Linked DNA regions of Mus musculus: all the other regions are linked to region 1. The links are chromatin contacts, called in public HiCAR-type and HiChIP or PLAC-seq maps. All regions are on one chromosome and are shown on one strand. Each heading gives the region's core, a stretch centred on a gene start, on an enhancer-like site or on the middle of the called end of the contact. The rest is flanking DNA. Distances are from core to core; before and after follow the strand shown.

What was found. HiCAR-type assays count read pairs that join an accessible place to other places. HiChIP or PLAC-seq counts read pairs in DNA pulled down with a chosen protein or histone mark.
Region 2: a FOXA1 HiChIP or PLAC-seq map of pancreatic cancer cells shows a contact between it and region 1. The contact joins two enhancer-like sites.
Region 3: a contact with region 1 is called in a HiCAR-type map of astrocytes, with 3 times the contacts expected there. The contact joins two enhancer-like sites. A contact is called at or near these places in 1 of 15 datasets of contacts at CTCF or cohesin (the NIH/3T3 cell line), 11 of 484 Hi-C or Micro-C datasets (bone marrow-derived macrophages, cerebellar granule neurons, cerebral cortex and 7 more), 12 of 115 datasets of contacts at active chromatin or transcription factors (the NIH/3T3 cell line, astrocytes, bone marrow-derived macrophages and 8 more) and 1 of 9 other capture datasets (embryonic stem cells).

The regions. Positions count from the first base shown.
Region 1 is chr6:31,097,644-31,102,666 of GRCm38.p6, reverse strand. The region is part of intron 3 of Lncpint (long non-protein coding RNA, Trp53 induced transcript); the gene reads left to right. Among named protein-coding and RNA genes, the nearest start is that of Mir29b-1, 37 kb to the right of the region's middle. Within about 2 kb of position 2,391, at least 102 of the 459 cell types and tissues checked have an H3K27ac peak or open chromatin away from gene starts, as enhancers often do. A contact at or near this core is called in astrocytes, oligodendrocyte precursor cells, pancreatic cancer cells and 1 more, where this site is marked.
Region 2 is chr6:31,515,349-31,520,371 of GRCm38.p6, reverse strand. It overlaps Podxl (podocalyxin-like), which reads left to right. Exons shown (of 8, transcript NM_013723.3): 8 at 1-879. It also overlaps a transcript of Mkln1 not described here. Among named protein-coding and RNA genes, the nearest start is that of Podxl, 46 kb to the left of the region's middle. Within about 2 kb of position 2,166, at least 124 of the 459 cell types and tissues checked have an H3K27ac peak or open chromatin away from gene starts, as enhancers often do. A contact at or near this core is called in pancreatic cancer cells, where this site is marked.
Region 3 is chr6:31,453,556-31,458,578 of GRCm38.p6, reverse strand. All of the region lies in intron 8 of Mkln1 (muskelin 1, intracellular mediator containing kelch motifs), which reads right to left. Among named protein-coding and RNA genes, the nearest start is that of Mkln1, 57 kb to the right of the region's middle. Within about 2 kb of position 3,023, at least 27 of the 459 cell types and tissues checked have an H3K27ac peak or open chromatin away from gene starts, as enhancers often do. A contact at or near this core is called in astrocytes, oligodendrocyte precursor cells and stem cell-derived neural progenitor cells, where this site is marked.

The DNA of each region.
Region 1 (5,023 bases), core at 1,142-3,641:
TGAAGGAAGGATTGCTGTCCTTACTGATTTGCAATCGGGTGCTTTGAGCACAGTTTGTGTGGGGGATGTGTACAAAAGGTTGTATATGGTGGGCATGGGTGAAGTACACTTGGAAGATGGGTGTCAGGGAGTCACTGCCCAGCCCAAGAATCAGCACACACACACACACACACACACACACACACACACACACACACACACACACACACACGCTGCAGACGGTTTTATTTACAATTATTTTCTGGCTCTGAACAGACATAGGTTTTTATCACCACATAAGTTGGCATTGGTAGAAGCACTTGAAGACGTGACAGTGTGGCCCAACATTGTATGTGGTCTTCTTTGCAGCTTGAGTTTTTCTCCTGTGTTGCATTTGTAAAACTCGTACGGCTGATGGAGATGGCAACCGTGTCTTCCTCTGTGTTGCTTTGCTGTTCTGCATGTGACTTCATCACAGTTTTTCATTATCTCATTTATGGAAAGTGGGAGGAAAACAGGGATTGTGTTTCAGGCCTGTGGAGCGTGAGATGCGTCTGAGAAGCCGCTGAGGATACAGGTGTGCCTAGGTATGGGAGTGACCGACATGCAGACAGCATCCCGAATGTTACAGAACGCTTCTGTTGAGACTTGTGTGTCATACGGTGCTTATCTGTTATCTGTTGTGTGTCCTTCTAGTCGGTTAGTGTGTTGTCTCTTTGCTGTAGTGTGACATACAGAGGAGGAGTGAGGAGCATAGGAGCGTCTAGAGATGAGGAGAGAAACGTTTGCAAGCCCTAGGGTGATGCGAAGGTTAGCCATTGATGTTAGTGCCTCTCCAAGAGTCTTGGGAAATGGAACCACTATATCAGTTCTCACTGTCAATTGAAATACACCGTGGGGAAAGTCACCATGCTTCATTACAGTATCTGGTTAGCTAGCTCTTGTTCACTGAGTGCCAACATCACCTGCAGTAACTCCCATTCTTTACTCAAAGCAGGAGAAATAGAAACAGCAGTGCACAGAGGGTGGACCGGCACTTGAATGCATAAGATCCGTTCCTAAGAGCCATGTTCTCTCGCCCATGTGTGGCTGTTCTTACAGGCGTTGACCAGGTCCTGCAGCATCAGGCGTTCGGACATTTTAAACTCGTATTTCAGTGTGTCTACCTTGAATCCAGCTAAGAAACACCCTCGGTACAGGTAACGGACAGTCCCTCGGTCTGTCTGTATGGATTAGTACCTGTTACACTCCCTAGCTCCTGGCTGCCCCTTGTGCTCCACAAAATTGATCCAGATGATCTGATTCACGGGGGTTTGCTTTAATTAAAACATTAATTTAAAAGTGATCCTTAAGCTGTTTGCCTGTCACTACCCAGAGTCAGTAAACAGTGACAGGGCCTAGCCCCCTGTCTCTCAAGCACATACTTGCTCAGTATTAATAAGCCATATATCTCCAGGGGATCTGGCAGAGATTTAAAAGCACTTAAGTTTATGCGATTAAATATGAAGGATTTTTTTTTAATATTAAAGAGACCAGGCAGTGACCAGAGCAAATGTGCTTTTCTCTGAAGACCTTTGACAGTCAGGGGTGCTGGGATTAGATCAGAGAGCTGTCATTGTGGGATGCTGAGGGAGTTCAGTTCTGTAATGCATGATCCCACCAATGGGTAGGTGGCGCTGTGGTGACTCAGGGGAGAAGGAGGTGGGCTAACTGAGTTGGTGCCTCCCTGTGTGTGCAGGTGCTGTGCAGTTAGCTTCCTGTGCTTATGGAAAAGCTTCACCACACAAGTAAACAGTGTGCGTTTCCAGACGCTATGAGTCGTCCACCATCTGAAGACAAAGCAGAGAGTGACAAATCACCTTTGTCAGCAGGACCTTGCCAGAGAGATCAGTGTCCCTGCACTAATCACATGTGGATAGGTTCACGGAGAAACACTTTGGGGAGAAGGCTTTCTGCAGCGTGGGAGCTGCATTTCTAAGGTTAGCGTGATGGGATTTGAATGGAAGACACAGTCTGATGGTGAGCAAAAGTGTCCATCCTGCCTGTTGATTCAGACAGTTCCCCAGATGGGAGAAATGCGCGTCTGGCTCTTCCACTAGGTGTTAGGTGGTTGTTGTATACGGTGAATCAGCTCGTGGCAGTAGGTCAGGGTCATGTCAGTAACTGTTCTGGGTGAGCTGCCTCAACACAGGAACATTCTTTTCTTTGTCTCTGAGAGGTTCCTTGGCCATGTACTTCCTGCAGCTGCGGGCGAGTCACTGCCATTCTCTGTAGCCCTTGTCATTTGCCCTCAAGACCACAGTCTGACCCGGCAACCCTTGTGGCGACAGCACACCTTTCAGACCTTGGTGAGCTGCTTCTGACCCACAATCTGAATCGCTGTGATGAGTTGTGCGTGGTGACGGCCAGTGAATGAATGGAAAAGAACACAAGGGCAAGAAGCCAGGAGACCGGCACAGGCACTCAGACCTCTGCTCTGGGGCTGCCATCTGAATGGGCAGCTGGACTTGATAATCTTTGCTGGCACGGGTGACCTGTTTGTGACGTTGTGGAATAAGTCATATGATGAAGAAGCAAACATTCCATTGCATCTGGACCTGGGAGCTCTGAGTGTCCTGAGCATCCTACCCTGGTGACATGACCTGCCTTCCTGGCTCTCCTGTGTGAAGTTGCTCTCCATTCCCCTGCTCATAAGTAGCTGTATAAACTGAATATATCCTTTTACTAATTTTTGTGCGTGTGGGTGGTAAGAATACAAAGAAATTGCTTAAGAAGTCCTAGTTTGTAAAATTTTATACACATTGTAGGCTCCATGCTCATGAGACACACTGTGTAAAGAAAGGGAAATGTAGAATATTTGTCACAGTTTTTAACTGAGCATAGACCTGTGATCACAGAGCTTGTGGGAGAGGGTAGTGGAACCTCTGCCTGCTGCGGCTGATGACACGGTCAGGAGAGAATCTCCCCAGTGCCTATGCCTCCACCTCTGCCACAGGGGAGGTTGTTGTTAAGGGTCCTGGCGTCTTACGTGGGTTCACACAGTCGTATTTACCAGAAGTATAAACGGTGCGCATGAGAGTATGAGAGGAAACAGGTGAAGTGCTGATTACAAAAGCCAGCAGTGGCTGCCCCCCATACTCCCTCCCTCCCTCCCTCCCTCCCTCCCTTCCTTTCACCATTTTTCTCTCTTCCCATTTCCTTCCTTTCTCCTTCCTTTTCCTTCTTTCAGCATCCACCATGTTCAAACAAGATCACCACAGACCTTCACCCTTCTTCCCGAAGCTTTCAGGCTTAAGGAGGAAGCAGACTGGGTAGGCAGGGCACACAGGCAGTCAGAGGCTTTGGTGGAGCATGGACCACAGGGCATCTTCTCAAAACCTGCCCCAGCTCAGGACGGCCCTTCTGTCCCAGATCCACCAGCACGAACACTAGGTTTTGTGGAGCTGTGCAGCACAGAGTAACTTTGAGAGATTGCTGCTAGAGATTTTCTTTTTCAAAGAGATGATGGGTGGACAGGCAGACATAGTGGACGGCTCCTCGAGTGTGCTTTACAGAATTAGGCAGTGTCTTTAAGTGTGAAATTGAAAGAGAAAACTTTTTCAAAAGTGGCATTCACAAATAAATTGGAGCAGATGTCTTCATCCAGCACCCACCCCTCTCAGAAATGGAGCTGGAGTGGGCGGGAGCTACTTCTGTGGTGTGGATGGCACTGCCCATTCCTAATGAAGACTACCGGAGAAAGAGCAGCAGTGGCATCAGACTGAAAACAGCTTTGATCCACTGCAGGACTCAGGCAGGAGAGTGCTGGGAGGAGAGCCGCCACCCTGCCCAGCTGAAGAGGCCGGTGGGCTAGCTCAGCCTCAGCTTGTGAGTGTGGGCACTAGAGAGGCTCTGAAGCCCGAAGCTTTTCAGCACGGTTTGTTTTCTGTTGCTGAAAGGACTGTGGAGTCCAGGTTCTTTGTACCTCCCCACCCCCCTGGTTTGACAGCATGTCTGATCTGGACTCTCCGGATCTGTCTCTGGTCCTCTCAAATCCGAGCGTCTCCTTCCCTTGGTCCTTCTGAACTGGAAACAAGCAGGCAGGCCTTTAGAACTCACCCATTTTAGAAGATTCCCAAAAGAAGAGTTCACTGAAGCTGGGAATTACCTTTGCAATGCACTCCTCATTAGGGACGACTGTTCGTGCGCTGAACTTGTTCAGCTGTGTGGTTGATCACATATTTAGGAAATTTTAAAATAAACTTTAATGTTACAAGCATTACTTACATGAGGTTCTAGGTGTTTTGTGAACAAGTGGAACACTAGACTTGTTCATGGCATGAATTCAATCTAGACCCCAGTGGTTGTCGGCATTGCTGAATACCAGGCAGCCGAGCATTTGCTTCAGATAAAGACGTGTGGAGGGTTTTAATCACTTTTCCCCTCTTTTAAATACCGCCTTTCAGTAGTTGCTTCTTAGTGAATGAGTGATTGTTTACTGAAGTTTTATACCAGGGTTTTGGACATTAAACAGTTGTAATCAGAATACAATTTTGTAAGAAAATATCTGCTCATTTTCTTACCCTTACATCAGAACAATAAAAATAAATTGACATTCTCCCCCTGGGCATGCAATGATTTTAGAAATCCCACCATTCTCTTTTTGAAAACTTGAAGCGTAATAAATGAGTTCAGAAGAAATTTAATTATAGTTCTTAAGCTGTAAACCTCTGGAAGTGGGTAGGGCCGCAGTAACTTCCACCTCTTGAAAGAGACAAGCCATATGCAGCTAGAATAAAATTTGACCCTTTGAGTGTGATCAGCATCTGAAGGAAAATCATCCCCCCCCCTTTCTAAATTATTTTTCTTATTTGCTTATCAATGAACACAAAATACCACACTTGGGCATCTCTTAGGCAACAGAAGCAAGAGCCCAGCATTCGTTATCTTCGTAGGTGAGGTTGTTAGCATCCTGTGGAAGACAGTGGTTGACAAGGCCACCTGGAGGAAACTTGGATCCTCCTCTTGAAATAAACTTGACAGGGACCTCACAGAAGAGCACTCC
Region 2 (5,023 bases), core at 917-3,416, 420 kb before region 1:
CCTCCCTCCCCACTTCTGAACAAGAATGTAAATGTCTATTTAGTAGAGATGACTTTTTTAAAAATGAAGAAAGTAACAAGACAGGCTGGTAACAAACGTATTTGCCTTGGAGATAGTGGATTTACACCTCCCCTGCCAAGTCGCAGTCCTACTGCAGTTCAGGCTGGAGTTGAGAATGGTCTGTGATGGTCACGGGGAAAGGTTTGGAGATACAGTCTAGTCTCCCTACAGGAAATCACATCTGAAGACACAAAGAGTCTCCCCAGGGACAGGGACAAGAGGAAAACACGCATCCCACACTGCCCACCCTGTGCTGCGTGTTTCTCAAGAACAGGGAATTAAGGACTGCAACTTCTAGGTACAAGGTTATAGGAGACCGCCAGCCTTCCTCACGATGACCCTGGAGGGGCTGGGAGAACACAAGGGACAATAGCAGCCATATTTGGGGCTCTGGAATCATGTGGTCCGAGGTGTAAATAAGCATTCTAGGGGCTTGGGTTTTTGTTTTTGTTTTCCTGTCAGGAATTAATTTTGAAAACTCCTTGAGGAATGTCCAGCAGAATGAGGCTCAAAGGGACTGCATAGATGAAGGCAGAGGGGGAGAAGCCCTGTGTAGAACAGCCTGTGTCACCGTCAGGTGTCTGATGCTTCCCTCGGTCTGCCGCAAACCCACCACTGGCCAGGATCACTGTTTTGTGGGGGCCTTTCTGTTTGTGAATGTCAACCAGCTTGCCCAGGAGATTGGGGGAGTGTATGTTGTAGTGGACAGGGGTCTAAAGTACACTGGAATTTATTGAGAGATTATAGTTAACTATTGCATTTTCTTATAAAGTCTATTTTGGAAAATTGTACACTGTCAATAAAAATGCTTTTGTGTAAGCTGGTTCAGGCCCTAGTGTTTTGCTTTGGCTTAAAATTCTCCACCTGAGCAGGGACATTAGCTCCTTCTCCTGTATAATTGGGCAGCATCCCCTGCTCTCATCAGCACCTGCAGCATTCCGCCAGTAGAGGGGGAAAGAGGAGATGCTGGAAGGAGTGGAGGACCGCAGGGCCAGCGCCTGAGAGGACCATGTTCCTTGCTGTGCAATGTTTACAAATTTGTCACCATCTAACACCCTTCTTACTTCTGCCTGGAGTGTAAAGATATGTGACCATCACCAATGAAAGATACCATGCCAGTTGGGTGTGAAAACACCACCAAGAGATAAAACCAAGCGCTAGAATCCAGCTCGGGTCTGCACAGAGAGGTGGTGCTTCCCCTCTCACCCAGTGAAGGATGGAGCTGATGGGCGTGAATGTGACACATCTCTCGGCCACATTACCAACAGCTACATTTTCTCAGGGCAAGAGAACCCTACGTACCAGCTTGAAGTAGGGAAAGGGAAAGGTCTGCCCTGCAGAGCTGGCCCATCTCTGCCTCCACCTCAGCAGTCATATGACATCTTCACCTCATTTATAGGAAACTCACCGTACTACGTGATAGACTGCAGACTTCCTCTCTTTGGCTCAGGCCCTGACTCCATCTTTTCTCTCTTCAGTGCCAGATTCTTTTCTCCATACCACCATCATGCCTGAATTCTAAAAACAAACTTCATTTCTGGATTACATCCACAGTTACCAGGATGTTTTGTTTTGTTTTGTTTTTTGGTTTTTTTTTTCCCCTTAATCTTTTGTGCACTAGTAGGCAAGTGACACCCAGAGGGGTAGGCCAGAGTTAGGGCCAGGGTATTTTGAGGTTAACCTCATGAGTATGCCAAAGACACAGAAAAGATCTAAATGCCAGGAACTCCCAAAGGACCATGGCCCTGCTCAGGCACTGTTCTAACAGTGACTCACAGTTTATCACAGCCCACAAGTTAGCTCTAAGGCTCCATTCTCTTCCGGAGTAGTCGCTGACCTGGCTCCTTGCCCTAACAATCTAGAGGTCCTCTTAGTTGATTTTTTTCAACCTATAAGCTCCCTCCCAAACCACCTCTCTTCTGAACCCAAAAGGAAAAAAGAAAGATAGGACAGGCAAACACTCAGGGGCATTTCTCAAACACTTCCTTTTAATGAAACCGACAGGAGTCTCTCAGACGATCTACTGCTAATATTTACTTGTACAGTTGAGACTGGTCAACATGTCCCAGTTTGTACAGTCTGTACACCGCTAAGCCTCCTCCTCTCTTGGATTCTGCCAATCATCAAGGCTTTCCAGCATAGTGGACAGATCCTGGCTCTTGTCTTCGCTGTTACTGACTGCCCTGCTTTTCCTGGCTGAGGGCACAGGACAGTTTCTGTGGCTATCCAAGGCACTGTGGAAAGGGCATCATGCTCAGCTGCCTCCCATCTCTTCTCTTCTGAAACAAAAACCGTGAAGGAGGGGACGCCTAATGAAGCGAGAGGAAAGAGCAGACAGCACACGCTGCAGCAGAGCCACCCTTTTCCAACTGAACCTTCCGAAGTTTGCTGTTTGTGGACATGACCAGTACTCCACTCCCCCACCCCACCCTCTGCCATGGCCTCTGGCTGTCAGTCCAGAGAGTACCCACAAAGCTGCCACTTGTGATCTGTAGGCCTGACCTCACTGGACAGGAGCAGCTGCCATCTTAAATGTGACAGGAGATGTGACAAATGTGTCAGCATGATCCCCATCTTGATCCCTTTAATTCTCAGGGGCATTAACCAAGGAAAGGGCAATTTCTTACCTTATCAGTGTACCTCATGTTTTCCTGTTTTGAGAACACAAAGAAATATTACTTCTGAGCCCTACTAAAGTATACCCTAGCAATGAAAGCACTGCAGGGAGAGGTTGATTTTAAGCCCTAAGCTGAGTACATACACCGCAGGCACATGAAGCCTGGCACATTTGAACTTTATCAGATGACAGGTGGAGAGACCTTGTTTTACAGCCCACCCCAACTTCTTAACCCTAACATCCCGCTTGGTAGAGTTCTGGACGTACTTTTTAGGTCTGGCCCTTAGCGCTTCTTTCTCCTCCACAGCCGAGACAGAAGCCTGGCCTGCTCTGACCCTGGAGGGCAGCAGCGCCTTCCTTTACTACTTTTCCTACGGCTCATTTTGTTTCAACCAAGTTGTCCTTGTCCTTTTAAACCAGTGTGACCAAAACCCAGGAAACAAGTTCAAATACACAAAAAGATTTTTTTGTTGATTGCAGACAGATTAATCCTCCCCCCCCCCCCCACCATGAAACGATTTACCAGGGTTTCTCAAAACTGGAAACTTCCCCAGAAAGTCTGCAGTACTCTGAGCAGTCTCAGGGGGAGCACCAAGGCCTGTGCGGCCCATCACCATCACCTCTGAAAGCTTGACTCACACACGGTAGGGTATATCATGTAGCTCAGGCTAGCCTCAACATCTCCATGTAGTTAGGCATGACCTTGAGTTACCCTACTCCCCTTCTATACACTGGGATTAGAGCCATGTGCACCCCACCCTGCAGTTTGTGAGTGGGGAACAAACCTAAAACCTCCTGCATGTTAGGCAAACATTCTACTGACCCCCCCCCCGCCCCCATAATGTAATTTAAAAAAAATTTCAAAGTAATTTTGGCAAACACGTGTCCATATGTAACTTTTTATTAAGAAAAGGAACAAAATACACTCTCCTTATGTACATACATACAACATAATTCTATAACTGCAGTTGTTTAGCAGTGATCACTCATTTACTTATTCACAGAGTTAGTGATAACACATACCAAACCTGGGGTCAGAAAATTACTTTTACCAGAAAGAAATCCTAGAAAGTCCACAAGGATTAGACAACAGCTAAACCAGAGGATGACGCTAGCCTGGGGATGGGGAAGATCGCAGAGCTCGACAGAGCTGGAAGAGATGAGCTCAGACCCAAGGGCGCTGTTTAAATGCTTCAGTCACACATGCTGGCCTTCCATGATACTGTTTCTGATGCTCCAGTCTGGGGTGGGGTGGGGTATGCATGGCCACAGAAGGGGGGTGGAAGGCAGAACTCAACAAGGTGATTTTTTCCACTACACATCAAGAGGAAGACTCTACTTGGCAAACTGAGGTGTCAAACTTGTAAAACTAGTTCCTTGCTGGTGTCTATACATTGTTTTTTTAAGCATTTAAGGTGATATTCCAGGGAAACGGACTCCTTGTATTCTTTTATATCGTACTTCTTTTGCTTTGCTTTCGGCCTTCTGAGTGTGGGGTTAATTATGGCCACATAAAAAGTTCGTCACCCAATGAAGTCTGTGCACCGTGTGACTGCGTTCCATTATGCCTGTGATGCTGCCTAAAGGCCACCCAAATTCAGTCTTAGGGATAGCATGTCCAACAACCTCAACAAGTAACACTCCATAGCTGCAGTGAGTTCTCCTTCTCCAAAGTTCATCATTAGAGATAAAGGGACTACTTTCAAATTATTTATGGCAAGAAAATGCTTGAGCAACGAACGTTAGCAGGGAGGAGCCTGCAACCTGGTCCTCCCTGCAGACCAGTAGCCAAAGACAGAAAGGCTATTAATATTTGCTCAAAAGCCTTTGTTGGCTTTGGCCATTTTGATAAGGAAAAATAAGAAAAACAATGTCTTTTAGAAAAGGAGGGGTGAGGGGGCTAGCCAGGCCTGGTGGCACAAACCTTTAATGCCAGTGCGTGGGAGGTAGAGGCAGGAACTCTCTGAGTTCCAGGCCGGCTGGGGCTACACAATTCAAGACAGTCAGAGCTACAAAGTGAGACCCTGTCTCAAAAAGGGGGGTGGGAAGGGAGTTTGTCAGTTTTTTTTAAAAAAAGAGCCTTTCTTCCTTCTACTTAGTTATTTCCAAGTTTTCTGTAATAGGCATAGTTTTATAATGACAAAGTGCTATTAAAATTCACAAGGACTACTTAACACCCTAGCATGTAAATAAACTGATCCAAGGGTGTGTCCAGGCCAGATGAGTACAGACTGAGGTAGGCCTGGAAGATGAGGCTGTACTCTGTAGTCAAGCTGTTAACTTTCTGAAGTTAATTCCCACCCAAGCTTTGGATCGAAGCTCTTTATCAGAAGACATCTTCATTTC
Region 3 (5,023 bases), core at 1,774-4,273, 360 kb before region 1:
GCATTTTAGTGACCAAAGACTGACAGCATTACTCAAAACTCTAAATATCAAAACTTAGAATACACAGGGAAGAAGAATAACATGAGAAGGCATGGACGTTACTAGGAGGCGATGGGGAGGATCACATTAAAGGTGATGTCGCCTAAATGCCAAAGCAATGGTTAAAACTAGCTCAATCTTAAGAATAAACAGCATTAGTAGTCCTGTAAGAACTGAGCTAACATTTTACAAATATATTAATCTAATACCTTAAGAAATAAATATATTGTCACTCTGAAATGTCTACTGCATTTATACTTTATTACTGTAACAAATTATTTGTCTCATTGAACCTCCCCATTGGCTCCTAGTAACGTCCATGCCTCCTCATGTTATTCTTCTTCCCTGTGTAGTCTAACCTTTATACAACACTATATCATAGATCCTTCCCTATATAAAGCCTTTCCTTTTGTTAAGTATCTCCCCCTTTGTAAATATGTTGTACCTACTGATTACAAACCGTCAAGCCACTCACCCATTGAAGTGTCTGTTTTAAGACTATACACATGGCAGCTATCATCTAAATTGACTAGAAAGCTCTTTCTAGTTAGAGTTGGGCTGTCATCTAAGATTTTGTCATGTTCTCATATTATTTCAAATTTTAAGCAACTTTTCTAAGTAAAATGTCCATAAATGCTTCACCTGCTCTCAGAGTAAGAACAGTCCACTGGAGGAAGGTTGAGTTCTAGTGCTAACTGGATCAAAACTGAAATGTCTTCCAAAGGCTTTTCTTGAAGTTGGTCCTAGTTGGTGGAACTCTCAGGAGGAGGCCTTAGTTGTAAGAGGTCGGTTACTAAGAGTAACCTTTTAGATACTATGCTGCCCTGGCAGCCTGTCCTCTTTCCTGGCCTCCACTGTGTGAGTAGTTCTGCCAACCCTTTCCTACACTGAACAAAACTCCCCTAAAATTTGTCAGGTGTATTGTCACAGTGACAAAAGGCCTTGACTAATGAAGAAACCTGATTCCAGAGAAGTAGGCCTGTTGTTGCCACTAACAAGGCCATGTGGTTCCTTGAACTTGGTTTGTAGAAAGAGCTTAGAAATGTTTAGGGCAACAGCCTAGAGAACAACTAGGATGGCAGAGGGAGAGCTTAGCTGGAATCCCAATGGAGCTCAGAAGACCATGTGACTGTGTAGACAGATTTGAAAACCTTTGTTTGTTTAGAAAAACTACACAAGTTTGAAACATGAAGACATGGTTTCTGAAGAGCTTGGTGCCATTTCAAAAGAAGCCAGGTTGAGACAATAGGAAAGATGCCACAGGAACATGTTGGGAATTGGCCAGATGCCCATCCACTGCAAAGAGTAAACACATTAGAAGACTTTTCATTGAGAAATCAGAGCCTCTAGGGCACTATGACCTCACACCAAAGGAAGTTATTTCCCAAAGATGATTTCACCATGCCGATCTACCCAGGCACCCTGAGCCCTCTTACACTGTCAGCAGACTTTGGTGTAGTTTACCTAATGCTGGTTTTGCAGACATATAGAATGCTAGAGTCAAAATCATGAAGGTTTCTACTCAGATTTCAAAGAAAGGCTTAGAGGTGAGACAATGTGTACATAGAGTTCCTGCAAGGGAAATGCATGAAGCTGTGGGGACGAAGCCAAAGATACAAATGAACACCAGGAAGTTAAGATGTTTCAGGAACATGAGATTATACTGAGGACTGCTGCAGGCAATGAGAAAAGCTAGCCTTAAAGAGAGGCCCTGTGAGTTTTAACCATCAAATGGTGAGAAGACAACCCTCTTAGAACTGGGCTCTCACATACCCTGGAGACTGGAGACAGGCTATAAACTTCATTTCTGTAAGTCCGTTCCTCCATTTTGGAAATGAAAATATTTACTCTTGTCATTTTATGTTTGAAGTTTACCTAACTTATTTTATAGAGACCTACCTATCTTTAAAAGCTTGAGTCTTAGCAGAGATTTTGGATTTGAACTTCTAGCCCTTACAGGCTGACTCCTAAAGGCTTGGTCATGGCTAAGAAGCACAAATTCAGTAGGTTCTAGGAACTGTAGGAGGTGGGTATAGCTAGAAGTAGGTCCCTGGAGCAGTGTTCTTAAGGGTTGTATCTTCTCTTAGTTTCCTGTCTATGTTGCCTCCTTCCTTCCTTCCTCCCTTCCTTCCTTCCTTCCTTCCTTCCTTCCTTCCTTCCTTCCTTCCTTCCTTCCTTCCCTCCCTCCCTCTGCTTCATGGCCACCATGATGGACTAAAACCTCTAAAACTGTGAACCAAAATAAATACTTTCTTCCCCCCTAAGCTATTTTTCGGAGGTATCTGGTACCAATGGCAGGAGATTGTTAATCTTATTACAAAACTCTGTTGGGAATCCCCCAGATCTAAGTTATATAAAAACATTCTGAAAGTTGTCAAAAATGAACATTTCTATTTTTAAAAAGGAAAAATTAACAAAAACAAACCTCCAGTTACCTTTCAGCTTCTAAGAATCCCAGACACAGTAACAACTGTATTACTGAACTGGAATCCAAGCTAACCAATACCTGGAATCCCTTTGGCACTATAAAACTATAAAACAATTATTTTAAACTACTAAAAATCTGTCTTATTTCGTAACTATAAAACAATCTATTATCATTAGTTAAATAGCATTGTTTCCTAAATGACATACAGTAATGTCCAGACACATAATTTTACAGGAAGAAGAAATCAAAGAATTTTCATCTGGCTTAAGATTATATGCCAAGACCTCACTATAACAGCAATTAACCCTGTTAATTTCTGAAGCTTGTAGAAGGAGGACCATATAACTAAAATAGCAGTAGCAATTGACCTTTTGTTTTATAGTACTTCTGGGCACCCTCTGGATAAGGTTACCCTGGTTCATTAACTTTAATAACCCTTCCTCTTAGGCTCTGAGTTCTCAATGTTCTTTCTGAAAAGCAGGTCTCTTTGTACGCATAAACTCTCACAGCAAAGAAAGCCCACATTTCCACAACAGCCTCATTGATAGCTGAGCAAAATAAAATCTGGCACAGGGCAAACATCCCAACAGAATCAAGCCAAGATGTCATTCCTGTCCATGGAAGCTTTGTGGCCCAACTGAAGCAATAGTACAGCGAAATGAATTCTGTAAAAACTTATTTTTTGATATACCCAAATAAAAGAGGTATAACAAAAAATTTTAATTACATCACCTAATCACTTAAGTTTCACAAAGATAAATCACCCAGAAACAAATACCAAAAAGTGTTACTAATATATAAAAGATAAAAAGGTTTAAACTATGAAGCTATCTAAGGAGAACTATGGAAAGAAGTACGGTGTAGAAAAGAAAGGAAAAGCATCAATCTTAGCAGGGAATCCGGCCTACTGGAAGTCCATGCCCACACATACAAGTCCTGTAACGACATGCGTGGATATCCTGAGGAACACAATCTTCCTCAAGCAGCAACCATCTTCTGTTCAGTATTCCCCTTAAAGGAATATAGGCTATCCTGGCTATCAATTTCTCTTAGCACTCCAACAATATCTATTTGAAAAGATTAAAGCACTGATTTGAACTTACAAACCACTGAAAACAAAGTTGGAATAGTTCCTTAGCCTTGAAAAACTTACAATCTGGATGTGACTATACAGGGTATGTAAGTGACCACAGGGCAGAGGAGACCAAGTCCCATATGAAGGCAAAAGCACAACAGGCAATCTAGGACAGAAGAGTACCTGGCTGAGGGACACAGCACAGACTTGGGGGAAGAGTAGCTTTGTGTTCTGGCACAGTAAACGAGGCACAGAAAAGCTGTTCAAGCAAAGTAAAATGAGTAACAATGATATGGAGACAGCGTGACAGCAGTGTTTTAAAGGCATAAACTCCAAAGTCAGGCTTCAATCTCCACTCTCTACAGCTGTGTGACCTCAAACGTCCTTGAACCACTAGTTTCCTAATTTCTAAATATGGTTACCTTTCATAAAGACACAGTGAAGACCTATACATTGCATTCAAAGAAGTTAAACTATATGATAAATAAGTAAATAAAAGAAAATGTATAAAAAATAAGGACACAAAGGTAGTGGCCAGACAGGAAGTTTAAAAAGACAGGCAGTGACTAGATCAGGGCTTAAACTTAATCCCACAAACACTGAAGGAACTATAGAAAACCTTAAGAAGAGGGGTTGGTTAGGATCTGAACTTGCTGCAGAACTGACTGAAAAGAAAGACATAGGGAATGAGAGAGATCGGTGGCAATATGATTAATAGTAGCCTATTTTCAAAATTTCAAGCCAATTTCCTTTAAGAGACCATTTCAGGCAATCACCAATCAATCCACAAATTACTATTTCACAAATGTTACAATTAAACTATAATTCTTGGGTACAAAGGATATAACATTTAGTACTAGAACCAAATAAACCATGGATCTACAGTGCTATAATTTACACATTGAACATGAATTAAAAATAAGGGAGGTATGTTAAAACAAGTAAAGAATTTGGCCTTTGTACACCATTTGTATACATTTTTGTATAGTAAAACAGGCTTTTGCTTCAAGTACTCAACTGCAGTATCTACCACTATACTTAGTAAATCAGGCTGCTGATTGCATAAACCTCCACAAGATGGCACACTACAATTAAACAAGTTTGCCCATTTTGAAACTATAGACTGTATCAACTATGTCCTAACAGATACAGCCAAAAAGTCAGACACAAAATCAAGTATCAACAAGAAGGCAGGAGCCAGTGAAGTGGCTCAGTGGATAAAGTCTGATGCCCTGAGTTAACCTGACTACACAAAGTTGTCCTCTGGCCTCCATATACACATTGTGACACTCACACTCACACTCAAACACAAATCATACATAGCACAAAAGGCAGAATTGTAGCCACATGAATGAATGTCTGATTGCAGTTAACAACCCAAACTCTACTTTATTCACGTCATTAAAAAGCTTAAGGGGAACTGAGATTTTTTTTTTTGAAGCACTTTAATATGGTTGCTACAGAGGTAGTCCAGGGTTCAG